6 separate regions of the Mus musculus genome follow, and regions 2, 3, 4, 5 and 6 are each linked to region 1. The links are chromatin contacts, called in public Hi-C, HiChIP or PLAC-seq, capture Hi-C and promoter capture Hi-C maps. All regions are on one chromosome and are shown on one strand. Each heading gives the region's core, a stretch centred on a gene start, on an enhancer-like site or on the middle of the called end of the contact. The rest is flanking DNA. Distances are from core to core; before and after follow the strand shown.

Evidence for each region. Promoter capture Hi-C pulls out the DNA fragments that hold promoters and counts their contacts. Hi-C and Micro-C count contacts between places; a contact is called where the count stands out from the background. HiChIP or PLAC-seq counts read pairs in DNA pulled down with a chosen protein or histone mark. Capture Hi-C pulls out chosen DNA fragments and counts their contacts.
Region 2: a promoter capture Hi-C map of embryonic stem cells shows a contact between it and region 1, with 2.5 times the contacts expected there. The contact joins the promoter of Gpr155 here to the enhancer-like site in region 1. A contact is called at or near these places in 8 of 39 promoter capture datasets (the 3T3-L1 cell line, 3T3-L1-derived adipocytes, the HPC-7 cell line and 5 more), 1 of 484 Hi-C or Micro-C datasets (the G1E-ER4 cell line), 4 of 115 datasets of contacts at active chromatin or transcription factors (astrocytes, embryonic hindbrain, embryonic stem cells and 1 more) and 2 of 9 other capture datasets (embryonic stem cells and macrophages).
Region 3: a contact with region 1 is called in an H3K27ac HiChIP or PLAC-seq map of differentiating embryonic stem cells, with 6 times the contacts expected there. The contact joins the promoter of Ola1 here to the enhancer-like site in region 1. A contact is called at or near these places in 8 of 39 promoter capture datasets (the 3T3-L1 cell line, cranial neural crest, frontonasal cranial neural crest and 3 more), 1 of 15 datasets of contacts at CTCF or cohesin (large pre-B cells), 2 of 484 Hi-C or Micro-C datasets (the HPC-7 cell line and nephron progenitors), 24 of 115 datasets of contacts at active chromatin or transcription factors (the NIH/3T3 cell line, T-cell acute lymphoblastic leukemia, astrocytes and 17 more) and 3 of 9 other capture datasets (adipose tissue, embryonic stem cells and liver).
Region 4: a Hi-C map of embryonic stem cells shows a contact between it and region 1, with 2.1 times the contacts expected there. The contact joins two enhancer-like sites. A contact is called at or near these places in 7 of 39 promoter capture datasets (the 3T3-L1 cell line, 3T3-L1-derived adipocytes, hippocampal neurons and 3 more), 3 of 484 Hi-C or Micro-C datasets (cerebral cortex, embryonic fibroblasts and embryonic stem cells), 6 of 115 datasets of contacts at active chromatin or transcription factors (embryonic basal ganglia, embryonic forebrain, embryonic limb bud and 3 more) and 3 of 9 other capture datasets (embryonic stem cells, embryonic tail and embryonic trunk).
Region 5: an H3K4me3 HiChIP or PLAC-seq map of embryonic basal ganglia shows a contact between it and region 1, with 4 times the contacts expected there. The contact joins two enhancer-like sites. A contact is called at or near these places in 1 of 39 promoter capture datasets (the 3T3-L1 cell line), 1 of 15 datasets of contacts at CTCF or cohesin (large pre-B cells), 24 of 484 Hi-C or Micro-C datasets (the 3T3-L1 cell line, the C2C12 cell line, the STO cell line and 16 more), 13 of 115 datasets of contacts at active chromatin or transcription factors (astrocytes, bone marrow-derived dendritic cells, cardiomyocytes and 8 more) and 1 of 9 other capture datasets (embryonic stem cells).
Region 6: a capture Hi-C map of embryonic stem cells shows a contact between it and region 1, with 3 times the contacts expected there. The contact joins two enhancer-like sites. A contact is called at or near these places in 12 of 115 datasets of contacts at active chromatin or transcription factors (the NIH/3T3 cell line, cardiomyocytes, craniofacial prominence and 9 more) and 1 of 9 other capture datasets (embryonic stem cells).

Annotation. Positions count from the first base shown.
Region 1 is chr2:72,514,182-72,519,309 of GRCm38.p6, forward strand. No RefSeq gene overlaps it. Among named protein-coding and RNA genes, the nearest start is that of Cdca7, 41 kb to the left of the region's middle. Within about 2 kb of position 2,005, at least 25 of the 459 cell types and tissues checked have an H3K27ac peak or open chromatin away from gene starts, as enhancers often do. A contact at or near this core is called in differentiating embryonic stem cells, embryonic basal ganglia and embryonic stem cells, where this site is marked.
Region 2 is chr2:73,383,557-73,388,684 of GRCm38.p6, forward strand. It overlaps Gpr155 (G protein-coupled receptor 155), which reads right to left and starts at 2,924. Exons shown (of 17, transcript NM_001190297.2): 1 at 2,709-2,924. Gm13707 (a long non-coding RNA gene) reads left to right here and starts at 3,294. Exons shown (of 9, transcript XR_866430.3): 1 at 3,294-3,800; 2 at 4,894-5,019.
Region 3 is chr2:73,211,733-73,216,860 of GRCm38.p6, forward strand. It overlaps Ola1 (Obg-like ATPase 1), which reads right to left and starts at 2,715. Exons shown (of 11, transcript NM_025942.2): 1 at 2,554-2,715; 2 at 1,128-1,228. The coding sequence starts at 1,228.
Region 4 is chr2:73,140,221-73,145,348 of GRCm38.p6, forward strand. Ola1 (Obg-like ATPase 1) reads right to left here. Exons shown (of 11, transcript NM_025942.2): 6 at 2,088-2,168; 7 at 1,678-1,775. Among named protein-coding and RNA genes, the nearest start is that of Ola1, 72 kb to the right of the region's middle. Within about 2 kb of position 2,756, at least 22 of the 459 cell types and tissues checked have an H3K27ac peak or open chromatin away from gene starts, as enhancers often do. A contact at or near this core is called in embryonic stem cells, where this site is marked.
Region 5 is chr2:73,083,026-73,088,153 of GRCm38.p6, forward strand. No RefSeq gene overlaps it. Among named protein-coding and RNA genes, the nearest start is that of Gm39850, 77 kb to the left of the region's middle. Within about 2 kb of position 3,071, at least 48 of the 459 cell types and tissues checked have an H3K27ac peak or open chromatin away from gene starts, as enhancers often do. A contact at or near this core is called in differentiating embryonic stem cells and embryonic basal ganglia, where this site is marked.
Region 6 is chr2:73,036,382-73,041,509 of GRCm38.p6, forward strand. No RefSeq gene overlaps it. Among named protein-coding and RNA genes, the nearest start is that of Gm39850, 30 kb to the left of the region's middle. Within about 2 kb of position 2,145, at least 137 of the 459 cell types and tissues checked have an H3K27ac peak or open chromatin away from gene starts, as enhancers often do. A contact at or near this core is called in differentiating embryonic stem cells and embryonic stem cells, where this site is marked.

The sequences.
Region 1 (5,128 bases), core at 755-3,254:
GGACAGTGGGCAGCAGCTTTTCAAAGCTTGTTGCGCCTTTGAATCTGTGATACTTCCTTCTCCGGCGTCTCAAAATGCTGCTTTGAGTGTGTGTTGGGAAAGGGGTCAAGGATAAAGGATAAGAAAGGAACCTGGATGCAGATTCTCAAAGCTTCTGCTCTTTTGCACTTCAGGAGACTCAAAGCAACCCGGAAGTTGGAGCACAACTCTATGACAGATGTCCCCAGACACTTCGAAATGGCGCAGGTTACGACTTCTTTATCAGACGACCGTGTATATATCTTACACACACACACACACACACACACACACACACACACACACACACACAATTTTCTTCTTTCAAGTTATGATGGCTATATTTTATAATAAATTTGATTTATATGAGACTATATTTTATAATTCAGTTGATTGTGGCCATTGGAGGAGAGCAACATAAGTTGCCATATACATTGCCTATATGATTGCTTGCTGTGTACACGGCAGAGCTTTAAATTCTGGAAAGAGTAGAAACTGCAACCAGAAGCCAGCTCAATGGCTTGCTCCATAGTGCAGGCTCTGAGAACCTCCTTGAATCCCTTGGAGTGAACACATTAATTCTGTGGAGCTCTTCCTTCCTTTAGTCTCAGACAAATGCTCTCTTGCCACCTAGGGCTGCCCCTGTTTCTTTCTCCTCATGGCCTCACACTAGTGGCTATCGAAGCTGTGTCTTTCTGGGTGCCTTTTTCCTACAGAAAGCAGACCTGACCACTTTTCCAACTGTGATGCTCTGCTTCATTGGCAAGTTCATGAAGGTTGAACAGCACCTATTTCCTGAAGCGTCCCTTGTTCCAATACCACCCCTGTAAGCAGTCATTAGGCCTCACTCAAGACATCTCTAGGGAGGGAACTGACACCAGCTGAAGAGGGTTTGGCTAGTAACTCTCCTACAGCCCATCAGTGAGCCTCAGAGGGGCTCCTATTGCATCTAATCACACCTAATCTTTCTGCAAAGATGTTTAAAAAAAAACTGTGTAAATCAAGTTTTTGTAAATCTAATCATATGTTTTATGCATCAGGTGAACTTGGTATGTAAAGGTATCCCATAGTGCAGCCTGCTGAAAAATGAAGATCGGCTCCTTTTAGTATTCATTTCTGTAAATGTGAATAATTATTCATGGGGTTGAAAGAGGTTCGCCTTCATTTAGGGTTTTGAATTTGCTGTCTTTACATTTCTTCTTCTGAAAAGGTCTCCTGTATCCTAGGTAGCTTCTATGAGCAGCTGGATAAGAATGACCTTGAACTTTTCTTCCTCCTCCTCCTCCTCCTCCTCCTCCTCCTCTTCCTCCTCCTCCTCCTCCTCCTCCTCCTTCCACCTCCCAAGTGTTGCAATCACAGGCCTGTGCCACCAGGACACCTGGTTTATGAGGCGCCAAAGATCAAACCTAGGGGTGTGTTTACCAACTGAGCTATCGCTCCCAACCCTCCTAGCCCTCCTAGTCCTCAGTGTCTTATTTGCAGTGAGCCCCAAGTGGGTATGTGCTCCACTACTGGAGAGCACAGCTAATGGGCCCTGACTTCCCAGGTCTTAAGGAGCCCCAGCCCTTACAGCGTGTCCTAATGGGTCAACACCTAACAGAGAGCCAGCGGAAACCTTGCTGCCCTCTGCACGAGAAAGCCGGATTTCCATTTCAATGTGGCTCAGCCTTCCTCTTTGACAAATGAAAAGATAGAGACTTCTCAATTACAAATAGTGGCGTCCTTGGGGGTGGGTGTGTGTGGGTGGGTGTGTGTGGGGCAGAATTCTCTAGATGTTGGGCCTTGCAATTTCTCAGCCATCAGGAATTCTGAGACTCAAGTCTCAGAAGCTAGAGGAAGCTAGATGCCGGCAAGATTTTTATGGCACGATGCTTATTTTCCTACTCCACAGAGGCAGGGTTTTATGGCAAGAAGGGGCTTAGTGACCAGAGCAGAGTAAAACTAGGCTACTTTCCAGGTTTATGCCTCTGACCTTACTCCCGAAGAGGGAGCATCCGGGAGGGGTTTCTCTTCTCCCACCCTCTGGGTGTACAATACACCCCCAGATGTGCAATACAAAGGATCCGATATTCAAACATTTGAAAAATGTAATTCTTGTTGTGGAGAACGTGTCCTAACAAAAAGATCGGCTTTTGGGGGAAAGTCGGGAAATCCCCCAGTCTTAAATTCCCAGCATTTGACTTGGGCACAGAGAACTCGATCATCCTTTAGGAAGTAGAGCACAGGCGAAGAGAGGGGAGACTCACAGATGGCTGGATAGAGATGCCAGTCTAGTCTGTGGGAGAAGCCTTGACTGAATGTGAAGCAGCTGGCTGAAGGCAGGCTCAATCAGGATTTCTGGGGAATAAAAATACACTCGGTCTTGGCTCTGGATTCCAGCAGGGGGAGCCCTAACTCTGGGAACCCGACATTGCTCTCTGACCGCTCGCTATCCCTGCTTAGCCCTTTCTGAGTTCAGCATCCGTGGTCACCGAGCTTGGCAACAAGGTCTACAGATGATGTCGCTGAACCAGAATCTGAGGTCTCGGTCCGCGCATCCTTGGATGAGCAAAGTGGTTAATACCTTTATAGAAACACAGCGGAACAGGCAATTCAGAAACAGGTGATCAGCAGCAAAGAAGGAAAAAACATGAGGAAATGAAGGATACACTTCCCTCAGTTGTTACCCTCTCCCCTACACACCTCTGCTCTCCACAGGGAATGCGCTCTGATGCTTCCTCTGTTCGGGTGTGCTGAGCTGGGGGTGTGGGAGCTAGGTGGATGGACCAGGCTTCCAGTTAGTGCTGGGTTCCTGCTGCTCTCTGGGTTGTAGAACGAGAAACAACAACAACGAAACCCTCATATTGTAACTATAAGGAGTTAAGGGATTTCACTTGTCATGTCTTCTGAGTTCCACTCTTGGGGATAAGCAGGGAGATGTAGGAAGCCTAGCAAAACGTGGGAACGGCCTGTTGAAAAAACCAGCCCAGCCCACCGAGTACCTAAGAAGTAGCACGCTAGGGGCAGAGTTCAAAGCTGTGCTGTGTGTAGTATTGCTGTCTGCGGGAGTCCTCAGCACCTTCTATAATCATGGGTAAGGGTAAGGGGAGGCTTAACACACCCCACAGATGCCCTTGTCCCCAGTTTTGTGGAAAGAACACTAGCTGCAGCTAGAAGCTCTGTCGTTTAAGTAGACTAATGAAAACCCCAACTCCATTTTGTCTAATCTGAAATTTCTGAAATGTATGTGATCCTGACCAGACCCCCTTTTCCATAAAGTGCCTATATTCAAGATATGGGTGTTCTGTGCAGCCCACTTTGAGAAATTCTAAGAGAGCAACCTCCCTGGGCTTCTGGTTTCTCCTCTGTACCGTGTCATCGTTCATTCCGAGTACCCTGGTAATTCCTGATGAAGGAACTGGTAGTGCTCAAAACACACTCAGAACTCCTAGAACATTATCTTATGAATATACAGAGACTGGTCTTGTGATATACAGTGAATATCACGCTCACGCTCAAAGTAGATGGTGGGCTTGGGTACACACAGAGACACAGTCAGGGGACAAGATGCTTTCTCTGTGTTCAGCATATAAACCACACAAGTCCGGAGGCAAGTTTTTGAACCTTGCTTTACTTTCTGTGTGGAATGGTGCTGTGGTGCACGGTTCTTGGCCTTTCACATACAAGGCCACACGAGTTTTTGTTTTCACTTAAGCAAAGAGTGAGCATTATTGCTAGGAGACTTATTCAGGACCTCGGCAGATTGCAGGCACCTACTGTGTCCTCTAAAGAACAGCAAGGCCATACTGCATGAGTAAGGACTGCCAGCAAGGACATGGCACAAATCATCTAGCGGCACCTAACACTCTAGGTTGTGACGGACAGAAGCAGGCGTGGTCAGGTGTTCTGTAGCAGCCAGACAAACTGGATGGAAACAGTGATGGGAGATGAAACCTGTGGATCCCTTTCCCCGGGGGATATTGATTAAGCTGTGGCAGAAGGAAGACAGGGGATGGGGATCCGTTGTATGATGCAGGCCATCCACAGTGCTCACGTCCACTGGATGTCCCTGTTCAATGATATTTATCCAGCAAGTACTGGACTACACACCTGTGTGCCAGACGCTTACTCCAACCCAGTGGAAAGCCATTGTCCCAAACTCTTGCTCGAGTTCTGCGCTACTAAAGGGTTTTCCCTTCTGTTTCTAACTGTGGCCGATGACCTGTCAAATTCCACATTGTTATAGCTGGGGCTACACACGTTAGCACTCCTTATACATTGCCCTGTTGCTGTGGTTCCTATGAGTGCATAGCTAGGATGCAGGCTTTAGGAGAGCAAAGGCTGCACCCTTGTAATCTTGCCTCTAGAAATAAAGTCACCCAATAAGAGCAAATGACTGAAGCGTCTGGGGACTCCTTCAGGCTCAGATCTCTGCACTTTGAAATAATGCTGTTTTTGAGTGTGTAGTCTGTGCTATGCTGAATGCATCTTTCAGCTCTCTCAGAAGCCCACAGTCTTGTTCTCAGATGTTTCCTAACTGCTTCAGAATTAGAGGCTCTGATTTTGGGTTTACATCTATTTTGTTATTGATAATGTTGCATCTGAAGATTAGTTGAACTTGGCAGAATTAAGTGCCCCTTTTGGGGTGGTCTGAATTCATCTCAGCTTCCACTGATGTGGTCTTTCCCCCCTGGCTTTCTGTCTCACCACTTTGGATAATTATGAGGGCTTTGGCCCATTGCTGCAGCCACAGAAGGCACCAGCAGTCCAGGTGGCCCAGGGAAGATCTGTGGGTTGTGGTGTCTGGGACCTTAAGAGGAGCCCATGGGAAAAATGAGTGGCGGTTGTGGACTTCATCTCTGCCACTCTCCCGGCTCTCCTGCGGGCGTCCCCTCACCTCTGCATGCTTCACCTCCTCTTCTCATGGAATCTCACCTTGGGGATCTCAGCCACAAGCGGCGTATATCCAGGAAAAGAGAAGCAAAGTAATATCTGTGCCTGCTTCACAGCACTGAATCCCGCTGCTCCCTCCCGACTCCCTCAGACCGTACCCTCTGTGCACAACTTTCATCTCCAAGTCATTCATAAGATGTCAAAGGATGTACACTAAACCACCCAGGAAGTAGAGACA
Region 2 (5,128 bases), core at 1,674-4,173, 870 kb after region 1:
AGCCCCCAAAATACAAACTGTATTCTGACGTTCTAAAGCTGTTCATGAGATTTTGAAGAGCAAGTTCTGTGTGCTAATGTGGCAACTGTCACACTGCCCCCCTCTTGCTGCCAAAGACACAATGAACACAAACTTTAGATAATCCTGAGGTGAATTGGCTTTGATTAGTAATTTGAAATGAATATGACAGTAATTGCCAATTTCTAAGTCCTTGTTCTAGGTTTACCATCTAAAGTATCCTTATATAAGATGGTAGAAAAAAATCTGGTGTCATTTACAATGCTTGGGCTAAGTTCTCAAACACCCACACCACATTCAAAAGACGTGGGTGGCAGACCAAAGAGCAACTAATACACAGGGTTCTGTAAGAGAATATTCCCTGTGTTGCTTTCTAGAAACCAAACCCTTTTAAAACCTTATATTTAATTGGGATTAAGACAAGTATTTCCTTTTTTCTACCAGGATTAGGCAGGAGTGGTCAAGAGAAACAAATCCTACAATATTCACATACTTGATCTTTCCAAATAAGCACTGAATTACACAGGCAGGTTCTGGTTGGCACACAGTCATCCTTGAAGTTGCTGGTCAACAATCAGACTTGAGTATGAAAACATTGGCGCCCTTAAGAAATGTGTCCTTAGAAAGGGAGTAAGGAAGGGGGTAAGAAACTGGTCCAGCCTTTTCCAAAGTTCCCTAGATTTCTTTGCTTGAATAACTCACAATCCCTATTTTTCTTTGCTTGGATATCTCACAATCCCATATTTGGACAACATAAGAACAACAATGTAACCGTGGGGGGTGAGGGGAGGAGAGAGAGAGAGCGCGCGCAAGCGCACATGCTTAAACAACAATCTTAATTAACAATAGATAATGAAAACTGTTGTAGACTTTGAACCTTAGCATTTATCAACTCTTTGGGTCAATTACTTTGCCTCCCTGAGTCAGTTTCCTTAACTGTGAAACGAGTGGGAAAACTCCTTAGCGAAACACTATATGGAAAGGATGTACTGTGCACAGCTCATCACAGAGGAGGTCTTCATGAAATGGGAGCAATAGTTCTAATGCCAAGTATGGTGCCCCATGCTAGGAACCCAGTCCTGAGAGACAGAAATAGGAGCAATACAAGTTCAAAAGCAACCGGGGCTGCATTGAGACGATGTCTCAAAAAACAGACAGCGTACACAGAATAAACCAAAGTGGGTAAGAGAGGTGGGTAGAGAGACTGCAGACCTAATGATAATGATTAAAACGGTAACAAGGTAAACAGCATTCATTGTCACAAGTAGCTATACAAACATGCCTAATATTAAAGATCCTCAATAGTAGACATACTAGATATTCCACAAAGTTACGAGTTTAGAATGTGTTATGAAGTTACCAGCCTCTGTTTCATACCCAGCAATTAAGAGTTGAATTGAGTTTGATCTTAAGTGGCTATTGACAGTGAAGGTGATGGCCAAGAGGTTTAACAACTTCCAGGTTCAACTTCCAATTAACTGAAAATTAAATGAAACTTTTTAAAAGTAATCTGTCCTTTTCCCCCTTTCAATTTTTCCAGTGTTATAAACAGTTCCCGAGGCAAATGAAAGTTAAAATGACTTCTAGTCTGACATAATGTCACACACCTGTAATCACAGCACTAGTGAGGCAGAGGCAGGAAGACCATGGGTTCAAGCCCAGCTACAAAGAAAAGCCAGCCAGGACTTAAATTAGCAGCTGTCTCAAAATAAGGAAGGGAGAAAAAAAAAAACTAAAAATAACTCTGAAGTTTTATCTCATACCATTTTAAACATGAAAACAAAACAAAACGAAAAACCGCTTCTTATGCACATTTTAAGATTAACAAGAACCACAACAAAGGAAGTTTTAAAAATGTCATCCAGTCCTTTAAACTACAAAAACAAGACTTGTTGCAGAACAAACAAGTTGTCCTATCACTGGAAAAGCCAATTCACTGGGCCAGACACTAGAAAACGAAGTATACAAACCATCTAGTCGCATTACATCTGACTTAGATAACATGACCAAAGCACTGAAATTGTAGGTTAAATGCTATTAAGTTCAAATGTGCTGCAGTACTGACTTGAAAGAAAAAGCTTTAAACTGAGGCTGTTCTCTTCTCAAACACTCCTATCCTTTAGACAGGAGAAAAGCCTAATGCCTTGCAGCACTATAAAAAGCACTCTTCAACATCAACAGGCACTCCAGTCACTGCCTTTTCCCTTGTCAATCTGCAGGATCAGACTTTGGCCCGCCAAGATAAGGAGTGCAGAGTCCCTGACCAAATAGATGATACCGAGGGCAGCTGACACCCGTGGAAGTGGAAAGCCAGGGCATGGGAGTCACAACGTCAGGTGCTCCGTAAAGAAGTATGGGAGAAAATTTGGCGCAAAGATCCCGAGGTGCTCAGGAGGGGCAGACACGAAGGCCACCTTGGGCTAAAGTAAAAAGTCCGAGATGACAATGTGAGCACACGTGCAACGGGGTGCTTCGCACCCTGGGGACCGCAGCTCTGGCACCAGAGGGGACAAGTCGTCCCTTGTGAGCAGACCATCTCCAGTGTTCCCGCAGGTTTCAGGCGCAGGCTCTGTGGAGCAGAGGCGGACAGGCGCAGCAGCTAGCCGAGGCGCCAGGGCAGCCTGGCGCTGCCCACTGGTCCGGACCCCAGGGGCAGGGGCCATTGCAAACGCAACTGGGGCTCATCTCACCTGCTAGGTCTGCAGCTCCGGCTGCAAGGAGAAGGAAGCCGATGCTCACAGAGGGCCAAGCAGCGAGCACACCGCCGTCATCTCCCGCCCCGAACCCTCTTGTAGCGGCGTGTGCCAGCGGCAGATGCCCAACCACGTTCCGAGAAAGGGAGGGGTGAGCCGCTGCGGTCCTGTCAGCTACCTTAGGCGTCTGCAGCCCGGTGCCTCCTCCCCGCCTCCGCCCCGCCTTCAGGCTCCGCCCCTGGCCTGGAGGTCAGAGAAGCCGGTCTCCATTCTGCCGTGAGGCCCCGCCCCCAAGCTCAGGACATGGCCCCGCCCCGCCCAAGGCCCCGCCTCCAGCATGGAGGTCCGCGTTTCAAATCTCCACCCCGCCGTCAGGCCACACCCCTAAGCTCCAGTGCTACACTGCACTCCGCCCTGGGGCTCCACCCCAAGGCCCCGCCCCTAGCCAGAAGGCCCGAATGCGGGTCTCCACCTCGCCTTTAGGCCCCGCCCCCAAGGACAAGCGACACCGCTCCACCCCCGGTGCCCGAGGCCACACAGCCCAGTCCCTGCCCTTATGCTTCGCCTCCGCCAAAGCCACTTGGCCGCCGGTCTCCCGTAGCTGTACTTCCGGCTTTTCTCTTCCCACAAGATGGCGGCCGGGTGGGGATTGGCAGTATTGGTTTCCTCCGCCTCTGCTCAGACTCAGGAAGGCCTGTCATCATTTCGGTTAACCTCAGCTTCCAGTAATCCTGTCAATTCCTCTCCTGGTTAGCCTCGTCATTGCATAGTATAGAGTTATAAATGCAAGGATGTGAGTTCAAACCCTGCCTTCTACCTTTCCCAAGCTAGCATGATCTTGACCTTCCTAAATCAAAAGAGATTAAAATATAAGCTTTAGTTGTGTGCTTGATTTAGAATACATTGCCAGCAGCGACTGCTTCTTTTTCTGTTGTGGAGGAACTCTGGCTGTATGCTCTTAGTTTACAGACAGGAATCTCCTAGTATTCTCGGAAGTCTACTGGGGCTTCTCGAAGTCAACGTGTGAAAATGAAGACATTTTCTGAAACAAAAAATATTTCTAATTTAAAGCCTGATCTCAGTGATTTTGTAAGTATTTCTTAAAAAGAAATCTTGCTTTGCAAATTTTACTGTTTTGTCTGGCCACTACTATGTCCTATTAATCTGTGCAGTTTTAGTACAAAGTACAGTACTATTTGCACCTTTAAATTAAGTTACTATATGGTTTACTAAGAAAATAAAAGCCGGGAAGGGAGATGGGATGGGGGAAGGGGGTTCCGAGGGAAAATGAGGAAAGGGGATAAAATTTGAAATGTAAATAAAGAAAATATGTAATAAAAAATGGGAAAAAAAAAGAAAAGAAAAGCCAAGAGCTGGCTTAAGGATATGAAGCCTAAGGAAAGGTGAGCAGAATTGAAACTATTTTTTAAAATGTAGCTTACTCCCTTTTGGTTCATTTTTTGTCTTTCTCACTTTTAACTATTAACCTAACTGCAAAAAAAAAAAAAAAAAAAAAAACAATACATCTGTTATCTCAAGGCTAAATGGATTCCTGCCTTGAAACTATGAACATTAGTCAAACTAAATATTTAGTGAACTTTGACTTTTAAAGGATTATTGAAAGACAGGCCTAGAAAGGAAAGTTAAGGCCAACCTGTAGGAGTTCCTTGTGTTAGCTTAGCTTAGTTTATCCTCTGACAGCACAGTAAGATTGGTACAATTTCCCCACACTGGAACATGTCAGTGGATTTTGTGCCTTATGATCTGGAAGCCTTCCCAGGATAAGTGGAGAGATGAAAGGCAGAAAGGACAGTATGGTGACTTTGGGACTAGCCAAGACAAGGAAATAACCTACTCTGGGCTAATGGTAGTACAAATGGAGTAAGTTTGAGGGGTGTTACAGAAGAACTGTAGAGCCGGACAGCTGAGAGAGGTAAAGAAGAGGAGGTGGGGAACATTAAGTTTGTTCTCATCCACTAAAATAAGGAGAAAGAAGCCAGGTAGAGAGCTTCTAATAGATTTCCCAGCTGTGAAATTCTGCTATCTGGAAATGAAGAACTATTTCAATGCGCTTACAAAGGAGGAAGGGGCTACAAAGAGTGAATTTGCTTCTAGACCTAAAATTGGAAACCCTGAGGCATTATCTATAACAATCTCTTGGACTTATCCTTCCTTCCGTCAGAGGCGCTGGGAGTTTAGACATCTGATTAAAACCCCTTGGGTCAGATCCCACTCCTGGAGGGAAGAATGAAGCGCTTCAGTGTTCTGTGAGCTGACAGTTCTTAAGAAGGCATCAGCACACGTCCATGTGAGTGTACAAGGTTATGTCAGCAATCCATTGCTATTCACTTGATATGCCCGTGTCTGCTTATAGTTAGCCCTCTCACCTTTCTGCTTGTTCGTTTTATCTGAATTAT
Region 3 (5,128 bases), core at 1,465-3,964, 700 kb after region 1:
TTGGACAATCACACTTGCTCATGTTTTATACTTCAAGAATCCCAGACCTGGGAAGCTTGAGCACACCGTGCTGCAGTCGCTGAGGACTTTGTAACAGGAGCTCCAGCAGGCACACAGACCACCACAGCGTTTTATATACCCCTGATGTACACATCTAAAAGTACATCCCAAAATGCCCCAGTGAGCGTCATAAACCCATGCTGTGTCTATTACCTTAATCACTGAGAAAGAGAGAGAGAGATTGACTGATTGATTGATTGATTGATTGATTGACTGATTCTTGGTTCTGAGAAGAGGTTTTTCTGTAGCCCAAGCTAGCCTCAATCTCACAGGACTGCTCTTGCATTAGCCCCCAAAGTGCTAGGATAAAGATGTGAAGTGCCATGCCTGGCTAAGATAGTTTTTAAAAAATGAAAAGAACCAGGCGTGTTGGCGCACACCTTTAATCCCAGCACTTGGGAGGGAGAGGCAGGTGGATTTCTGACTTCAAGGCCAGCCTGGTGAGTGAGTTCCAGGACAGCCAGGGCTATACAGAGAAACCCTGTCTTGAAAAACCAAAAAACAAACAAACAAACAAACAAACAAAAAGGAAGGAAGGAACCGACACTGAACATTTAAGTTACACAGTTGTAAGATTAACCCCACATAATATCTTCTATCATTGTCTTCTGTGCAACTATATGGTAGGTATGGTTAACTTTAAAGACATGATAAAATACAGTACTTTGTTTTCAGAATTCCCAAGTTTAAACACCTTTTGTGTGCACACATGCGTGGCATCCATGTGCCTGTTCAGATGTGTGCAGACACGGGTGCATGCGTGTGTGCTCATGGCAGCCCAATGCTGGGGTGAAGTGTTTTCCTCAGCTGCACACCACCTTACATATAAAGCAGGGTCTGCTGCTGAACTCGGAGCTCACCACTGTGGCTAGACTGGCTTGCCAGCTTGTTCTGTGGATTCCGTTTTGGCTTTTAAATCTGCAGAAACAGGAGCCTTTTACCTACCTTCTAACAGTATATTCAAAGCAGTTACTTCTTTCTCCAATAAAATCTTGTGAGTTTCTATTTCTATAACAGGACACAAAGTTTACAAAATCAAAATAAGAAAAGTCCCAATTTTTACTTACCCAACATTTGGCAATCCAACGATACCAATTTTCAGTGAGGTTCCAAATCTTCCAATAATTGGAGGCGGTTTAATTCCATCTCCTCCCTTTTTCGGGGGCATCTAAAATATCAAAATGAACTTTTAAGACTCCCCTATAAACAAAACACATGTCTGTATACAGAATATATTACTGGGTAGTAGACAAGAAAACCTACTGTCTGTACCAATCCACAACTAAAATATGAGCAAAACCCATACTTTTTTTGAGGGGAGGGTCTCTGTAAACAGATCTGATTCTAAAATGTGTACATGTATCACTTCTGAGTAGTCCCAGAAACACTGCAGCAGCGGGAATCAAAGATAAACTTAAAACTTAGTTCCAATCCTCCGTGCTGGCTGCCGACAACCGCCTTCTTAACCTGTCATAGTATTTGAAGGAAAGCATTTGGAAGGAGAAGAGACACAAGTCTAAGGAAGCCCATTACAGAAACACCAGCAACCATGTCACCTCTCGCCAATCATTCCTCCACCGCTTGGAACCCGCCTCTCTCCACAACTCAGCGTTCACCACACTGATGGTCACTACTAGGCCTGGAGGTCCTTCGAAGCCAGACCTTTTTGCCTTTGACACTGTAGGTAAGCTTACCGTCAGTCCTTATTAAACAGTTTTTGAAACCCACACTCTACACTGGATACTTTGAAGGCACTCACCTTGTCGTTCCTTTTCAAGATCCAACCTAGAGCTTTCATGTATGCTAAAAGCAAGCGCTCTACCAGTAGGCTATATACAGCCCTATTTCAAATACCTTTTGATTGACAAGTCCAAACTTTCTGTCTTTTCTTGTCCTGGCTCCAAGGTCCACTGTGCAAAATTGATCTCACTTTTAACACTGCAACAGGAACCTACGAGGAACTGCAACCTTGCGCGTCTTAGAACCTGGAAACTAAAACTGTCCCTGCCTTCTGGCTGGTTGGACCTCCTAGAGCCACGCTGCTCCTCCCTCCTTCTCCCCACTCCGCCTGCTCCAGAAGTGATACTCCAACCTGTAATCCCAGACCGGGAGGCCAAGGATCTCCCATTTTGGGGATCCTGACACCTGTTCCGGGCCTCCAATGAACAGCTGCATGGGGAGAGCCCGTCCAGTCCTGGAGCCTACAAGGGGTGACCTACAAGGGGTGCCCCCGCAGTCCAGCCAAGCAGGACCTCCGCACACCACCCTTCCCCTCCTGACCCGGCATTGGCGTCCCGCCCTGAGGCAAGACTTTCCCCCAGACTGCGGCGAGAGCCAATCTCGTGGCCGCGCGGCCTAGTCCGAGGGCGCCTCATTCATCCACATGCCCCAAGCTGTCCGCTGCCCTCAGCCCGTCCCGGCGGCCGGTCTCCGGCCTAGCGCCAGCCTCGGAACCACTGGCCCGGGAGCCCACGGGCTCCTTCGGGGACTCACCGTGCACCGGGCTAACGATCGCACGGGGTCCCGGACTGCAAAGACCGGTGTCGCCGGCAGCCGGAGGTGGGGAAGAAGGCGGAGAGAGCGCAAGCCCGGCCCTCCGCCGAGCCGCACGCACGACGGCAGAGGCGACGGAACGGGCGGGCCGGGGCGGCACCTGTGCGCAGGCCACGCCCCCACAGGGTCACGCCCATTGGCCCGGATGCCCGGGCCCGGATGGGCGGGGCCTACGAGGAGGAGGGCGCTCAGCAGCACCGGGTTTCTGCGTCTCTCTACACGTGGGCTTCCACCGAGCCTCCAGGTTTCTTTCAGCTCCACTGCTCCGGTTCCGGGCTCCTGCTTCGTCTGGGATCTATCTTGTCCCTGACTGATCGTGCCCAGATCAGCCTTTGCTACCTGCACGGAGCCGCCCTTCTCCCCTTTCCAGTAACTTCTTTCAGATGGGTTAACGATGAGAAGCCATTAAACTTTCTTCAAGGGAAAAATGGACCAAGGAAAATTTCGGATCCAAGACGCACTTAACAGCCACAGAAGTGCATAAAACATTTAAAGAGTCACCATCTTCTTCCTCGTCGCCGCACATACATCCCTTTCCTCTGCGAGGTTAAGAACTATGAGAAGGAAACATGATTTCTTCCTGGTTCTAAAATGAGACTACTGCGATCCATCTCATAAGGCTATTGGTAGGATTAAATCAAATAATATGTATAAAGTCACCTTCTAACTACACTATGAGCTCCACTGGGACAAAAAGGTGTTTATTAGGTTTTCTCCAATGACTTTCAAGTATTTGTTACAGTGAATGTCCAGAAATTATAATTTTTTTTCAAACATACCAGTTGCAAATAAAAGAAAAGAGTGTGAATTGGTTGCTAATCCCCAATTTGCAGATGACAGAATAGTATCAGAAAAGTATCAGGTAAAGTTTCACAACTAAACTAGTGACAGAAGACACATGTCAAACCCTGATCTCTCTGCAAAAATCTGAGTTTTTTTTTTTAATTATGTTTATTGCCTATTGTATGTGTGCTTGTGTGGATTCGCTCTTGTATACAACAGTTCTGGTGAGGTCAAAGAACAGCTTGGAGTCAGTTCTCTCGTACTTTGCAGGTTCTGAGAATGAAACTCAGATTCGTAAGGCTTAGCAGCAAGCACCTCTCCATACTGAGCCATCTCACAGATCTAGAACTCTTCACTTTCTGTCAGAAACTTTTTGAATGGTGTGACTGACAAGCAGCAGCTGAGCCACTGTTTGTAATAAAATTGCATTAAGGTTTTTCTGTCACCCCGTGAGAGTGATCTTAGGAAAGCCTTAGAGCTCTTTTGATACATTTTAAAGACAGGGTCTTTGTCTTTAGTTTTGCTATTGGTTAAAGATTGTTACTGTCAAAGCAGTCACGTAAGTCCTTACTTTCTACAGTTACTAATGCACTACACACTCAGCCTAGTATCCTTGTCATCATTGTATGTGTAAAATAGACCCCAGGGATAAGCAGTACACAGCTTGTAACCGCCATCGAGCTAACGCACATGAACAGCACAGAGGTCTGAGACATTAAAAAATAACGCTATTTTCAATTACTCTGATCCCCCCCCACACACACACACACACACATATCATGGCTTTATTATGTAGCTGTGCCTTCCTCTGCTCTCATCCCCTAGCTAACAACCAAAAGCCAACTGCAGCTCTAGACACTACTAAAATGTCAGGAGTAGAAGAGGAGGAAACATGTCATCTAGTGGACCCCTAGGAAAAACAGGCAGTGTGTCTCAGAAGCCTCTAGCTGACATCTTCTGTTTCACTGGGCAAAACTAGGTGGATCCTTCATGAGTCACAGGTGAGGGGTGTTTGGAGTGTGGCGGTGCTAGGCAACAAGATAAATGAGTTACGTGCAAGGCAGGATAGAATAAGACAACACAAGATTGTATAATTTTCTTCAGAATGACATGATTTAAAACTTGGCAATTAAGCCGGGCGTGGTGGTGCACACCTTTAATCCCAGCACTCGAGAGGCAGAGGCATTCGGATTTCTCAGTTCAAGGACAGCCAGGTCTACAAAGTGAGTTCCAGGACAGCCAGGGCTATACAGAGAAACCCTGTCTCGAAAAACCACAAAAAACAAAAAACAAACAAACAAAAAAAAACCCGTGGCAATTAGTTATTTCTGGAATTTTCCGTCTAATACTCTAATGTTGCAATTGGGCATGATATAATAAAACCATGGAAAGTAAAACCACAGGTAAGGGCATGGGGCTATAGTACTAGAATCACCATGGCCCATTTTGGGGTGTAATGGCTCAGTGGACCCAGGTTTGATTCCCAGCACCCACATGGTAGCTCAAAACTGTAACTCTGGTCCCATAGAATCCAATGCCTTCTTCTAGCCTCTGAGGGCATCAGACAGCCATATGGTGCACAGACATCAAGACATAACACCCATTTATATCAAAACAAAACTTAGGGGGGAAAATTCTTCCCTTTAAAAAATATGTATATGTTATGTATATGTTTAGGTAGGTGTGTGTATGTGTACATGTGTCTATGAAGGCCAAAGATTAGCCTCTAATG
Region 4 (5,128 bases), core at 1,506-4,005, 630 kb after region 1:
CACCACACATATCCCAACGTCAGACCAGATCATTAGCTATACATAAAACCTACAAAAATTTGGTTTTATAAATAGAACCATTCATACGTCGATGTTGTTACAAATTAAAATTTGTTCTTTAGACAAGAGCAGTTTCAATGGTTATAACCATCTCATCATCACAACTGGTCTCACAAGAAACATGGGGTGTCTGGCGACAGCTAAATCACAGACTGGCGTCTCCTAAGCAGTCTGTCTACCATTAGGGTCTGGGAAATGGTATTTACTATACAATTAGAGCCAGGGAGTTCTACCTGTAATCATCGAAATACAGGTGTGAGAAGCCCCTTTGGGCAAGGAAACCGACTCATCCCTTTTCATGTAAACTTTGATGTCTGTATTGTTCTACCCAGCCTCAGGAGAAGTTACCATTCAGACTTCTATGACAAGATTTATTAACTTAAGTCAAATAATAAATTTAAAAATTCTTTCTTAAAGCAAACAATTTTTAACACATTAATCATCAAATTTATTAGAGTTTGCAACAGGATGGAACTGATTATGTTTTAAAGTTAGTTACTTTTTAGAGGACAATGACCAGCCTGAACAACATTTTTACGCTAAAGTATTCTTTCCAGAACATTGCCAATAAAGAGGTTAAACTCAGCTTCCTATCAGGGACACGGAATGTCTTACAGTAATATCAACAGGGCATTTTTAGTTGCAGTAATTTCACAGAATTTATTCTAATGATTTATTGGAGTTAACCATCTGACATTAATTATTGTTTTGGCTTCCAGTCTATGAATGTTTATTTTTCAGTTTAAAGCCTTCTCACTCTTTGATATCATATGGAAATGAGAATTTTTAATGGAAAATTGAAACCATGTGCATCTAAGTACTTAATGAAGTACAGGGAGAAACCGACAATATATTTTAGGAGAATTCAGATCTTTTTCTTTGTATAGTTTTGATTTGTTTCTATGACTTAATACTATAAAATGCTGAGGGTCTAGTGAGGCAAGTCAAAGCGAGCACTATGCCACATGCCTCCATGTCCACGCCAGCACAAGAGCGGTCTCTGAACTGTAGGCAAGGGTGACAAGTCTCGCACACTTTAGTTACATATTAGAATGGCAACACACAAATGCAGCTTTTACCTTGATACACTTTGGAAGTTTCAAGCCAGTATCTCAACCTTTTCTACACCTAGGTTTTGTGTCTGTCTGTCTGTCTGTCTATCTGTCTGTCTCTCTCAAACTATTCAATTTGGGTTTTAAAATGTTATGTCCAGCTGCAATCCCTAGTAGTGGTCTTAAGGTCACCTGCAGTATTAATGAGGCTACAAGATCTCAGTTTCAAACACTTTATTGCACCAAATACATTTACTCTCATTTTGTAACAAAACTAAACAAAATATTTTAAAAAGTTAAATTTGATAAGCAAATATGTATGATTCAAAATTTCCCAATTTAATTCAGTTTGTAATGTTCTCTTAGTGTAAATCATTTAGGAGACTTACCTTTTAAATGTAACACAAGACAAAACTTTCTAATTTTAACATTTTCTGAGGAAAAGATATTAAAATCAAACACATTATTCACACATACACACATACCTATATGCTTATGTTAGTGATACGTATGTGGGTATATCCAGAGATACGTATGTGGGAGTATCCAGGGAAAAAACACTTACCATTTGTTTTTCTTTCTTATATAGTCTTTTTCAGAAAGATTCACCAAGTAGACCATTGGTTTTGAAGTCAAAAATAAGTGTTTATTCAACACTTCAATCTAGAGTAGGAGACAGAGAAAGAACCCTTTTTAAAAGCTTAGTAAATACGGAGTAAAACATTGAATAATTTGAACATGAAAACTCTTTGAGTAAACATTTTCATTTTTATAATACTTTTGTTTATAAAGGGTTAGATGTTATGAAATATTTAAAGTGGGAGATTGGAAAAGGGAAAAAAAAGCTTAGGAATTTACACCGGCTGACAGAAATAAAAGTAACTATATATTACTAAGTATAAGATACTGAGCAGCCCAATTTGCTCTCTAAGCAATCAGAGCTCAGGCAGTAACAGACACAGTATTTACACGTACCTCTTTGTCATTCCAGTCATGATAGAAGCGAACAGGTTTCTTTTGATCTATAACCCAAGACTTGACTTTGCACATTATGTCCTGCACACAATCAAGAAAAAAGTAAATACAAAATGAGCAGTAAGTGTTGGACACTAAGAGCTAAAAGTTTTAAGTCCTCAAAATAAAGATAACTCTTGTAATGAACAGAAATACATTTTTTGTATCTCAAACGAAAACTGATGAAATACTGATGAAACATTAAATTTTGAGTGTACAAAGTCAGCAAAATTAGTTAACATAACAATATGAAAAACTGCAAGACAACTCAATCACATCAAAGATAAAATTTCAGAGTCAATGTTATCTAGTGATGTTACATGCTAGTATGAAATGGGGCGTATCCTAAAGAGAGACTAAAGTACAGCTTTTCCTTAAAAATATAAACAAAATAACTAATTGAACCTATGACTGACTATTTACTACAAAATATTAAATGAACTGACCCAAACCTTTTTTCTTCTGAATTAATTTTTTTGCCAACCCCTTCTCCCTGTCACTTCTTCACTGCTCCCCCCACCCCAACCTGCCAAAGCCTCCATTACACAATGGCAAGAGCCCTGCACTGGTGACCTCCAACCAGCTGCATTCACTTTCAGAACATCTCTCTCTGCTGGAAATCTAAAGGCCTTTTAGTTAGCAAGCTAGTGTGCATTCAGAAGGAGGAACTGCGGGAAGAGGCTGGCGGGCTTTGTTTCTCTGGCCTTTCTTCACAGAAAGATTAATCATCTGTGAAATGGAAACGCCAAACAGCAAGTGACACAAACTGAGCCCTTCCAGCCTTTCCTCATCAGTTCTGTGGGCCCGAGTCTAAGAGCTGCGTGTGGCCAGGGCTCCTTACAGCCTGGCAGGTGTTAATAAAAGGCTCTCGGGGCTGAAAGGTCAAACCGGGCTCTTCCACAAGAGGCATATTTGAGAATCATCTGGGCCTTCTGTTTTGAGGACATTTTTTTGTTTTGTTTTTGTAAAGATAATTTATGGACCTGCTTTAAATATTCATTTCTTAAAATTTGTTGCAACACAATTATTAGTAATAGATTTCCTGAGAGTATTTTTATATTACTATGACCAGTTATTGTGTTGTAAATGTCCATTTGTATAAATTATCTCTATATTTAGTATACCTTCTTTGCAAATCTTACTGTTACCAACAAGAAAAATAAAGAAAAGGCCCTATATCCTTCGATCCTGATTTGAAGTCCCCCAGGGAAAGGACTTCCCATGGATTTTAACAAGGAAGGGGCAAGACGAAAACTTTTAATGAAATTGAACATGTTCTGCTTAAGAATAATCACTTTTACTCTTCTATAACTGAATTTCACTCATAAATGTTTAAAAGTGGCTAATGTAACACCATTTCCTACAAGGAGAAGATCAAAGTGCTATATTACAAATGCATTATGATTAAAAAAGCCCTGTGCAGCCTTGCTATTAACTGTTCTTTAAACCCTAAAAGGCTTCCCATAGATCTCACTTGGCACTGCATATACAACCTTTGACAAGTAATGTAGACCATTTTTATTCATTGCCTAAAATTGTAGGCAATTATGTGCGTCACACTGGCCACCTGCAAATCCTGAATGCCTGCTGCAGTTGTCAGTGCAAAAAAACTAATGTCGGAGGGGATTAATCTAGGGGGAGAGAGTCCTCTTTAATGGCTCCAGCAGGTGAAATGGCCCAGCTGGTTACTATGATGAGTGGCCAGAACAGCTTATGTAGAGACATGCAACAAGATTATACAAAAGAAGGAAACAGAGGTACCATCTTATACTTCCTTCCATTCATCCTTTTCATTAAAAAAAGAAAGTAGACAAAAGAAAGCCAATTCAAAATAAGAAAGGGAATTAAATTTTAATCATATAAAAAGTATAAAATACTTTTGTGACAATAAACATTTTCACAAAGCCACAGGGCCTCAATGAGTGCTGATCACTAGTGAAGGAATTTCAGGTTCTCTTCATTTAAAAGTAACTCAATCTTGCCTCAAGCACAGAGGCTGTATCACAGAGGTATTCTGGCATCCGTTTTGGTGTTTTTTCTTTCACACTATAAACTAGGAACCAAGTCCACTGCAGTCCACCAACAGTGTTCTCCTCAGAAGCTACTGTTGTATTAGATTACTGAACGATGCCAGTTTTAGCTGAGACAAACCAGAAGTAGGTTGCACTCAGATAAGATTATCTCACGTAAATAATCAGTAGGTGCTATATTTTCAGTATGTCCTTTTCTTACATAAAAGAAAAATTAATTTTAGTAAAAAATTAAAATCCTACAGTTGATCTGAAAAACATCTAATTGGAGCAAAAGGGGGTTATCTAGATAAAATAAATTATAGGCTAAGTAAATGTTTCTCTTATGGTTACATATATAAGCATACATATTAATAGATATAATATATTAATAATACATATAAAAACGAGCAGTCAAAATTTCCACTTAAATAAATTTAGTTAGTTGAAAAATATATACTTTACTCACTTTCGGCACAAATGAGTAAAGACATTACTAATCCCTTTGCGTTAATCTTTAATGCATTTTAGCCATTTGAGATTTTATATTTCTTTTTAAAGATTTCTATTCATGCGTGTCGGCTATGTCTGCCATATGTGTGCAGCTGCCTACAGAGGGCAGAAGAGGGCATTGGATCTCCGGGACCCAGCAGTTGTGAGCCTCCTGATGATTGAGCTGGGGCTGCATTCAAGTAGTCTGGGAGAGCAGCAAATAACCACTGAGCCATCTCTCTAGCCCCTGAGATGTTCTTACTTATGAGTACTTTGCCTGCATGTATGTCTGTGTGATATGTGTGTGTGGTGCCCATGGAGGTCAGAAGAGGACGTCAGACCCTTTGGAACTAGAGTTACAGATAGTTATGAGTCACCACAGTGGGTGCTAAGATCTGAACTCAGTCCTCTGTAAGAGCAGTAGTGCTCTTCACCACTGAGCCATCTCTCCTACTCAAGATCTCATACATTATAAAGAAATGCAGATTTTGGAACATGAAC
Region 5 (5,128 bases), core at 1,821-4,320, 570 kb after region 1:
ACTTGCGATGCGTGATGTCTTTCGATGGCTGGTTAGCCCAGCTTCCTTCCTGTCTCACAACGTCGCTCCAGTGGCCTGCTCACAGGCCGCCTTTTTTAGATGCCTCTGCACCAGGCAACTTGCCGCCAACTTTCCATTTGTTCTAGACCAGAGGTTCTCAACCTGCGGGCCTCAATCCCTTTCAGGGGTGGGGGAGTTGAATAACCCTTTTACAAGGGTCAGTCGCCTAAGACCATTGGAAAACACAGATATTTACATTACAATTCAAAGCAGTAGCAAATTACAGTTGTGAAATAGCAATAAAAATAAACTTATGGTTGGGGGCGGGGTCACTGCAACACGATGAACTATTTTAAAGGGTCCAAGAAAGCATTGGGCCACACTGTTCTCGACCCTGCCCTGTCCAGCCCTCAGATTGTGAATACTCTCCCTTGAGTACTGATTCTGAGAGCGTATCCCTTCATTCTCAGACCTCTGAATTTCTGATGCATGTATCTAATGGACAACGTGGTATCTACACAGGGTGTTTAGTGGCCACTCTGAGCCTACATTCAAAGCTTTTGAAAACAGGGGTGGGGGTAGGGGTGTAGTTTGTTGTTTCCTTATCAGCTTTTAAGAGTCTTTGTATATTTTGGGGGAGTAGTTCAGATACAATCTTTACAAGACACATCGCAAACATTTTCTTCCCATCTGTTGTCTTCTCAGGTTCTTGATGGTACCCTAATGTTTCTGTAGTTTCAGCTATCAATTCTTTCTCTCAGGGACCACGACTTTGGCGTTGGATCTGAAATGTCGCCTAGGCTGTCTCTTGCCCTCTGGCTCTGTTGTTTTGTGCTTTATATTTAGGACTATTATGCATTTTGAGATTTAAGTGAATTTTTGAGAAGGGTGTTTAGATCTTTTTTTAAAAAAGATTTATTTAACATATATGAGTACACTGTACACTGTCTTCAGACACACCGGAAGAGGGCATCAGATCCCATTACAAATGGTTGTGAGCCACCATTGTGGTTGCTGGGAATTGAACTCAGGACCTCTGGAAGAGCAGACAGTGCTCTTAACCGCTGAGCCATCTCTCCAGCCTGTGTTTAGATCTTTTATTTTATTTTTCCAGTCCAGTTGTTCCAGTACCATTGGTCAAAGAGTCTTGCAGTTGTTTGTTTGAGATAAGATAGCTCTGGATGTCCTGGAATTCAATCTATAGACCAGGATGGCCTCAGACTCAGAGATCCACCTGCCTCTGCCTCCTGCATGCTGGGATTAAAGGTATAAGCCACCATACCCGCTGTCCTGTAGTAGATGCTAGAAACAAACAAACAAACAACAAAAACAAACAAACAAAACCCAAAAACAGTTGACTAGTTATTGGTTGTCAACTTGAGAAGATCTAGAGTCCAGGAGAGAAATCACTGGGCACGTCAGTGAGTGAGTTTCCAGAATGGGAGCAGAAGCTGAGCTATTGGGATAGAAGAGATATCGTGACTGTGGTAGGCTGGATCAACAGGCCGAGGTCTCGGACTGAGTACAGGAGAACGTGAGCGGTGCACCAGCATCTGCCTTGGCTTGGGACTACAAATGGAACGTGAACGGCTGCTGCCTCAAGCTCCCGCAATCGTGTTTCCCTACCATGACAGACTGTAGCCCTAGCCTCACAGCAAGAGCCAAAGGAAATCTTTCCTTCAAAACAACATCTCCTCTGCTGGGGGCAGCGGTGGTGCACGCCTTTAATCTCAGCACTTGTGAGGCAGAGGCAAGCAGATCTCTGAATGTAAGGCCAGCCTGGTCTATACAGTGAGCTCTAGGACAGCCAGGGAAAAACGGAGAAACCCTATCCCAAAAAACAAAACAAATGGACAAAAATATCTTATTGTATTTTATGTGTACGGGTTTTTGCCAGGGTGTATATGTCTGTGTACTACTTGTATGCCTAAGGACTTCAGGGGCCGGAAGAGGGCGTTGTATCCCTTGGAACTGGAGTAATGGTTGGTTGTGAGCTGACATGTGGGTGCTGGAAATTGAACAAGGGTCCTCTGGAAGAACAGCCAGTGCTCTTAACTGCTGAGTCAACTCTTCAGCCCTAAACCCTTTCTTGAGCTGTCAAGGCAACCAGAAAAAGTAACTAGCTCAGGTGGATCTGTGTCTGGGTTTGATTGTAAGTCTTTCCTGCATCAATACCATACTGCCACGAACCATAAGCTTTACTGTAAGTCTTAAAAGGAAACAGCCAGTCTGGGGAATGTATTTCTGATGAGATGTGGAGGTCAAATGTGGCTGAGGGCGCAAGTTAAAGTCCTTTGGAGGGAAGGTAAAGCCCTGGCCTTACAGTCTCATATGACGGAGCTACTGAGCACTGGGAATGCACCCAGCATGGTGTGCAGTGTGGGGTGGGATTTGAAGGGCTTAGCACAGTAGCCCTTATCGGAAATACTTAGGACCACAGGTGTTTCAGATTACAGAGTTTCTCAGAGTTCGGAATATTTGCATAGACCTCACTTGATTGAACATATCTAACCCTTAAATCCCAAATGGTTCAAATCCAAATGCCTTTCACATCAGTGCTCAAAACATTTTGGATTAGGGGTGCTTACATTGTGTGAAAGGAAAACATCTAAAACATATTAGTGATTTTAAGGTTGGTCACACATTGAAATAACAGCTTGGGCATCCTTGGTTAAATAAGAGACATTATAAAGATGAATTTTGTTTCTTTAAAAATGTGGCTAGTAGCCAGGTATGGTGGAATACACCTGTAATTCCTGCACCTGTGGTTGTCAAAGACAGGAGGATTCCCAAGTTTGAAGCTAGCCTGGTCCTTAGAGTGAGTTTCAAGCCAGGCCGGGCTACACAGTGAGATCATGTCTCAAAATCCAAAATAATCAGAGCCAAAGTGGCTGTTAGAAACAGACACCAGCCCCCACTACTTCTTTTGGATAGTCAGCTGCAGTTCTGGCCTTTGGCAGCCGGCTTCCTGCTCCCTCCTCCTTCCTGTCTCTCTTCTGCACCACGACCAGCCCGCTCTGGGCTAGGAGCACAAGGCATAACAGCAGATGGGGCAGTGTGCCAGCCGACCTTTTAAAATCTACATCACAATGCATGGCTTGTTTGAAAACTAAGGGCTTTCCACTTAAGCCAGAGTGAGATCCAAAGTCCTGAATCACGTGGAGGTCCTCCTCAGTACACCCTAGCCAGCCACCCGCAGCTGCTGTTCCACAGGGCACCCGGCTCTTGTCAGAGCCTCTGCATTTGCTGTTGTGTGTCTGCCTGGTTGCTCCTGCCATTTTTTTAATTTCAATATTATTAATTTATGGTTTTAATATTATTTTAGTAAAGCACCTACATTTTTGCACTGACAGCTGCATCCTTTCTCTCTTCAGGTCTTGGCTTACACACATGCAGGTATGTCCTCAGACATACATTGCTTTCAAATGGGCCCTTCAGTGAGAAAGTCACCTGATAATATGTATGAGATGGTCTCATTTATGCAAAAATATATGTAGAATTATTCATACATGTAAACTCACGGTTACTATTCAGGAGGACACATACCACATAGTTAACTGAAGTTTCCTCTGGGGTCCTTCTCCACACATTGGTCTGTGACTTCCCTCACAAAGCAATATGAATGAGCAATTTCTCCATGCCAGCTCATATAGATGTACTTTTATTCTTTTTAATGGCTTAAGGCACCCTTTTGTATGGGTGCATTATAATTCACTTTGCCATTTTCCTAAATTGATAGATATTTTAAATTGTTTCCAATTGTTTTTGCCGTTACAATTGAATCTTATTACAGCTGACCAGATTTCAATTCTTTGGACCCCAGAAAATAATTTCGTTTCTATGGGAAGCAGTCTTTTATCATAGCTTCTGAAATGACACATACAGTTAATTCAGTTGTGAAATGTGGCTGGCTTAAGTACTGGCAAGTTTTCACAGGCAGCTTGTATATTGTTGTGATCTTTACCATAACTAACATCTTTACAGTATTAAAGCACATGACTATTTCCTGAAGACCTAATATGTATAATAATGGATGGATAATAGCTCTACCAACTGTTTGAACAATGCAGTTTTCTTTTTAAAACTGAGGTATAACATTTATGATAAAGTGCACAAATGTTGATTAATTTTGTGTGTGTGTGTGTGTGTGTGTGTGTGTGTGTGTGTGTCTGAATGCAGGTGCCCAGGGAGATCAGAAGAGAGTGTCAGATTCCCAGGAGCTAGAGGACAGGCTGGAATGAGCAGCCTGATGTGGGTGCTGAGAATTGAACGTGGGTCTTCTCCAAGATCTGACCTCAGAGCCATCTTTCCAGAATGTGTGCTGTGAAGAAATAATGTTTGGGTATACACATATGTAATATACGTATGTTTAATATATACACACACATACCCGAGTAACAGTTTCACAGATAAAAATATTTAACATTTTCCATATTATTTGAGGAGCAGTTCCTTTGTTTTTTGTTTTCTTTTTTGGAAGATGGGATCTCTGGTGTCCAGGCTGACCTTACATTCATGTGCTTAAGCCTTCAGTGTGCTGAGACAACAGCAGGTCTAGACAGGTACAGCACATTTTTAGTAGGACACTTTAAAAAGCTTACTTCCTTAAAATTTCCAGTTCATATTCTTGGGACAAATTCTTCTTTATGATTCTATGGTGCCAAGAGTTTGGAGAGTCAGGACATTCACTTTATGTCCTGATCACAGCCCCTCCCTTCTCTCCTCCCACTCTTACTGCTACAAATCCCTCCTCACTTTCTCCCTAGGGAAGGCAAGCCCCGTTGGGTACCTCCCTACCCTGTGGGATCTAGTGCTAGCAGGACTAGGCACATCCTCTCCCACTGAGACAAAACCAGGCAGTCCAAGACAGGGCACCCCACCCAATGTCAGGGAATAGACCGAGACAGCCCCCATGCCACTTGTTAGGGGAACCACAGGAACAACAAGCTGCACATTTGCTACAAATGTGTAGGGCCTAGGTCCAGCTCCTGCACGATCCTTGGTGTCTTTAACATTTAATTGGGCTTTTAGGTTCAGAGGTTTAGTCCATTATCATCAAGGGATCCACAAGGATGTTCATAATTTCTCATGTCTACGTAACTTTTTTAAAGGGCTGCTGATAGGCAGC
Region 6 (5,128 bases), core at 895-3,394, 520 kb after region 1:
TCCCATGCCTGCCCAATATCTTGGCACTTTAAAGAAAGTCTCCTTAGATGGGAAAGGCAGATACTGTACCTAGTACAAACGAGGTGTCTTTATCCTTCAAACAGAAACAGAGTGACTTCCTAGTACAAATCAGTAAGGATTGGCTGATCTCAAAAAACAGTGAAGTTTTAGAAATCTTCTAAGGACATTTTTTGCCCTCTAAAGGCCTTTACATCCCTCACTATCAAAAATAAGGTCTCTCTCTCTCTCTCTCAAACACACACACACACCCACACACACACACACACACACACACACATACACACACCTGTATATGGATACATAAATACATATACAAAGATAAATAATTTGAAGTAGTTTTCCAAAGCAACATTTAAAGTAGGTTGGGAAAGGATCAAAAGTGATAAGACAGAAAGTGGGGAACATTAGCCACAACTCTACTACACAGTGACAGCCGCTATTATTGTCAGCCTGCTCTCTTTCAATTTTATTTCTTAAAGTTTACATACTTGAGATTTTTTTTTGTTTGTTTGTTTTGTTTGTTTTTTCGAGACAGGGTTTCTCTGTAGAGCCCAGGCTGTCCTAGAACTCACTTTGAGAACCAGGCTGGCCTTGGACTCAGAAATCTGCCTGCCTCTGCCTCCCAAGTGCTAGGATTAAAGGTGTGCGCTACCACACCCGGCTCATACTTGAGACTTCTATACATGGTAAACGCATTTGTGTACCTCTAAATTAGCAAGGCACTTCACATATTGTTTTCTTCAATCCATCTTGCCTGGTAAAGAATTTTCCATAACTCTGAAATTCCTATAAAAACCTTTCTCTCGATATCTGTGAGCTTTTCATGACCATTTTGTCTTAGGAGCCAGGGCCAAATAAGGGATTAGGTGTGGAGGTTGTGCCTTTACGAATGGATGAATGTCCTTATCTCGGAAAAGGGGTTACCATAAGAAGCGTTGTGATATAAAACTGAGCCAGACCCTGGTGTTCCTCTATTCTCTTGTTTTGTCCTTATGCCTTCTGCTATGGAGTGACACAGCTCTCAGTCTCTTGCAACATGCCTGTGGCTTCACATCTTTCAGAACCTTGGGCAGACCAGCCCCTCTTCTCTTATAAACTACCCGGTAATGCAGTTATCGCATTGCAAAACAGTCTAAAACTCTAAATAAACTCTACTTGAATCATTCCGGTTAACCTTCCAGTAAAGCTTGTGAGGTAGGCACTATTTTTACTCTCCTCACTTGATAACAGGGGAATGAGTAACTTCCAGGAAGGGCTGAGAATTAGTGTGAACCAGAGCTCCGATTTGACTCCTAAAGTCTTTCTCCAGAGGTGGGCTGTTAACTGTGACTTCTGTGTGATGTCCCGAGGCAATGAGGAAGCATCCAATCCTTTGTCACTAGAAACAAACTTCCGAGTCTGCAATCTGGACTCAGAAGCAGTGAGTGAGGGGTAAGAGGAGAGTGTGTTTCTCTAACAACGAATCTCAGTATCTCCAAGGGCAGGGCAGGAACAGCCGGCGCTCTCTGGAGCAGTCTGACAACCTCAGCACTTCAGTCACGATGCAAGACTGAGCTTTGCTGTGAATCACAGGCCTTGTGGACCTCAGCAGAACAGTCAGTGCCTCTGCAGGTACTTCAAACTTCACACCCCCAACATGGAACTTAGGAGAGAGCGATGCCGGAGCCTAAGACCCTCATCCTTCATGGGTGTTCACTCCAGCGAGCACCACTAAGGACGTATTTCCACAGTCCCCTTCCTCTAGTTATGAAGCAAGACCCACTTTCAGAAGAAGGGACTTTTTGGAAGGGTTGATGAAAGAATCTGACCCACCACCCACCCACCCAGACCTTTCATAACAAAACCCCAGGAATACTCTTGATCTGTGTTTTCTAAGGCGGGGCCTGACCTCACTCAGCCCACAGCCCAGTAGGGTCCCGTCGCCCCCAGCTGTGTGCACCACAGGGCTGGCTTGAGCTGACCTGTCCTAGGCGCTGTCCTCCCTGGGTCTCGCCCCACCCCGGAGCTCCCAGCAGGGAGGGCCGCAGGGTCAGGGCTGCGCCTTCCTGGGACTGACTTGTTGAGCCCAGGCCCACCCCCACGCTCTGGAGGAGGCTCCAAGGCAAGATGAGCCAAGCACAGGAGGGGCGCCTCCCAGCCAACGGGAATATCTGCGGTAGTATGCAGCCCCCCCCTCCCCCCACACACACACTCCCTGAAAAAACGTGACGCAGTTGGGCGGACGTGGAAAGAGCATGAAGACCTGGACCAATGGGGAGAAGTCAGACCCCATTGCACAATGTGAAGGATTTCTTGGTGCTTCTGTGTGGCCCCATGATGGCCCTGCCGTGTGCTGCGAGCTGTCGATGACTGAGAACCCTGGTTAACATTTTTTCCTGGGGTCCTCAAGGCTTCATTGTCCTCAGACAGTGACAGGAATGATTACTAGTTTGAGGAATGGAGAACAAAGTCCCGATAGGAATTTACAGGCAACATTCTAACTTAACTACAATGGGAAACCTAGATAATGTGATCAAAGAAACACATCACCTCTCTCTGTCTCTGTCTGTCTGTCTGTCTGTCTGCCTCTCTCTCTCTCTCTCTCTCTCTCACACACACACACACACACACACACACACACACACGCGCGCGCGCGCGCGCGCGCGCGCTGGAAGTCCCATAACAGAGTAAGTTCCCTGTACTTAGAGTTGCTATGGGGGAAACTGAGATAATGCATTCTGTAACAAACAGTTAATAGCATACAAATTACAAATATAAGCCATCACCTCATCATCAGAGATCTGTGCAAAAAAGAAAGAAAGAAAGAAGAAAAGAAAAGAGAAAACAGAAGAGAAAAACAGCAGGACTGCATCGCTTCGACAGTGGTTTTCCCAAGCTGATTTTGACACAGGGAGAAACCAGGAGTCCACTGGACTGTCCAAACATTCTTGCAAAATTGTCTTAAACCACGATGCTGTTAGTTCACTGTCAAAAAAAAAAAAAAAAAAAAAAAAAAACAAAACCTAGCTTGCTGCAATTTTACTAAAATATATCTGGGGAGAGGGATGTTACAAAATCAAACATCAAATACTGGGTGTCAAAATAATGAGAAAGGAAATGATTAGGAAACCCTCGGTTAAATGGGGTAAAACAGGGTAACAGGATCTTGGATGGTTTACTACAGAACCTCCAGAGCCTAGGCTATGTGCACTTTGACCCTGAACCATGCCTGTCCTTACTCATTGTCCTTCCAGCAGCTTGGACTGATCTCCTATTAGGGTGCCTGGAACTTCAGGCCTCCTGCACACACTATCACATTAACTTCTCAGGGTTAGGACCAGGGTAGGGATGTCTTATCTGGCCTCTATGAGCTCAGTATATATACCATACTCATATCCTACGCTATACCCCCCCCCACACACACACACAACCACACACACACACTCTATGATAATAGTATGTGCTGACATCTCTAGGAAAAGATCTCACTGTTTCAATTATAATTTCTGTGATGACTATAATTTCATCAGACTACTGTATTTTAGCTTATTTATAAAAAAAAAAAACAAAAACAAAAAACCAAACTTGGCTCTTACAAGCATAAAAAACTTGAAGTTCTTCAAAAACAAATGAATGTAAAGCTTTGCTAAATAAAAAAATAAATAAATGCTGTTTAATGAGATGGCAGGATGGCACATCTGACAAAGGCTCTTGCTAGTACACATATACTGATACAATTGCTGGTCCCATTTTGAGACTGTTGCCCAATGCAGTTTGTGTTCACTTGGCCTATATATCAACCAGTTACATTTTGGTTTGGATTTCTAAGGAACTGAAAGCAAAGATGCTGAGGGCAAAGAGAAACTTCCTGTCCAGCCGCTGATGCTATCATGGTGGCTGAGGATTCTTCAAGGAGACCACAAACCAAAGAAAAGCAATTGATCTACTTGGTCGAGACTGAATTGGCCAGGATGCAGAGATCAGACGTCAATGAGCCCAGAAGGTAGCCAGCCAACAGAATGGTCTCAGAGGGTCCCTGTAAAACAGTAGCATCAGGGATGGACCTTCTACATACTGATGCCTGTTCTGTGTGAATCTGCTCATTTCCAGTACTGGAGGATGAGTGTGAACACGCTATGCCTACAAGAGAAAAAGAAATCTTTTAAAGGGCTGGCTGGCTGTTAGCCCCAAACCTAAGGCTAGATATAAGATTGTGTGACTGTTTATCAATAAAAAAGAAAATAAGCCGGGCAGTGGTGGTGCACACCTTTAATCCCAGCACTTGAGAGGCAGAGACAGGAGAATTTCTGAGTTTGAGGCCAGCCTCGTCTATAGAGTGAGTTCCAGGACAGCCAGGGCAACACAGAGAAACCCTGTCTTAAACACCACCCTTCCCCCTCCCCAAAGAAAGGAAATAATATTTAAACACCTCAGCTTCTTGGGAACCTGAGGCAAGAGGGTCATAAATTTGAGGCCAGCCTAGGCTACTTAGAGTCCCCTTGTCTTAAATAAACACAATAAAGTTGCCCCCAATTTGTCTCTCAATTAATAAACAGACAAATGATTCTGGGCTTTGTTTTGTTTTTAAAAAGGAATAAGGTGCAGATAGAGAGTACAACATGGAGAACCTTAAAAATACTATGCAAAGGTAACCGAAGGGCATAAATTATATCATGAAGGTCTAGAATAGGCAAACCTGAGGACACAGACGATTAATGTTAGCTAGAGCTGATAGTGGCTCTGAGAAATTTAATTGGTACATATTTTCTGTTGGGATGATAAAAATACTCAGGAATGAAATAGTGGTGATGGTTACAGTCCTTGGACTAAACTAAACATCACCAAATGCTGCTCTTTAAAATGATTAGCAAGAGCACTTACTTTTCTTTTCTTTCCTCTTTCCTTCCTCCTTCCTCCTCCTCTTCCTCCTCCTCCTCCTTTTGAGACAAGATCTCAATGTATAGTCCAGGCTGCCCTCAAATATCCTCCTCCTACCTTAGCTGTTCAGGCTCTGGGATTATAAACACCATTAGGCCCAGTTCATGATTTTTATATTAATGTGAATTTACTACAGTTAAAAACAAACTTTCTTTTGTTGAAAGAAAAAAGAAGCTAACCCTAGTTTCAT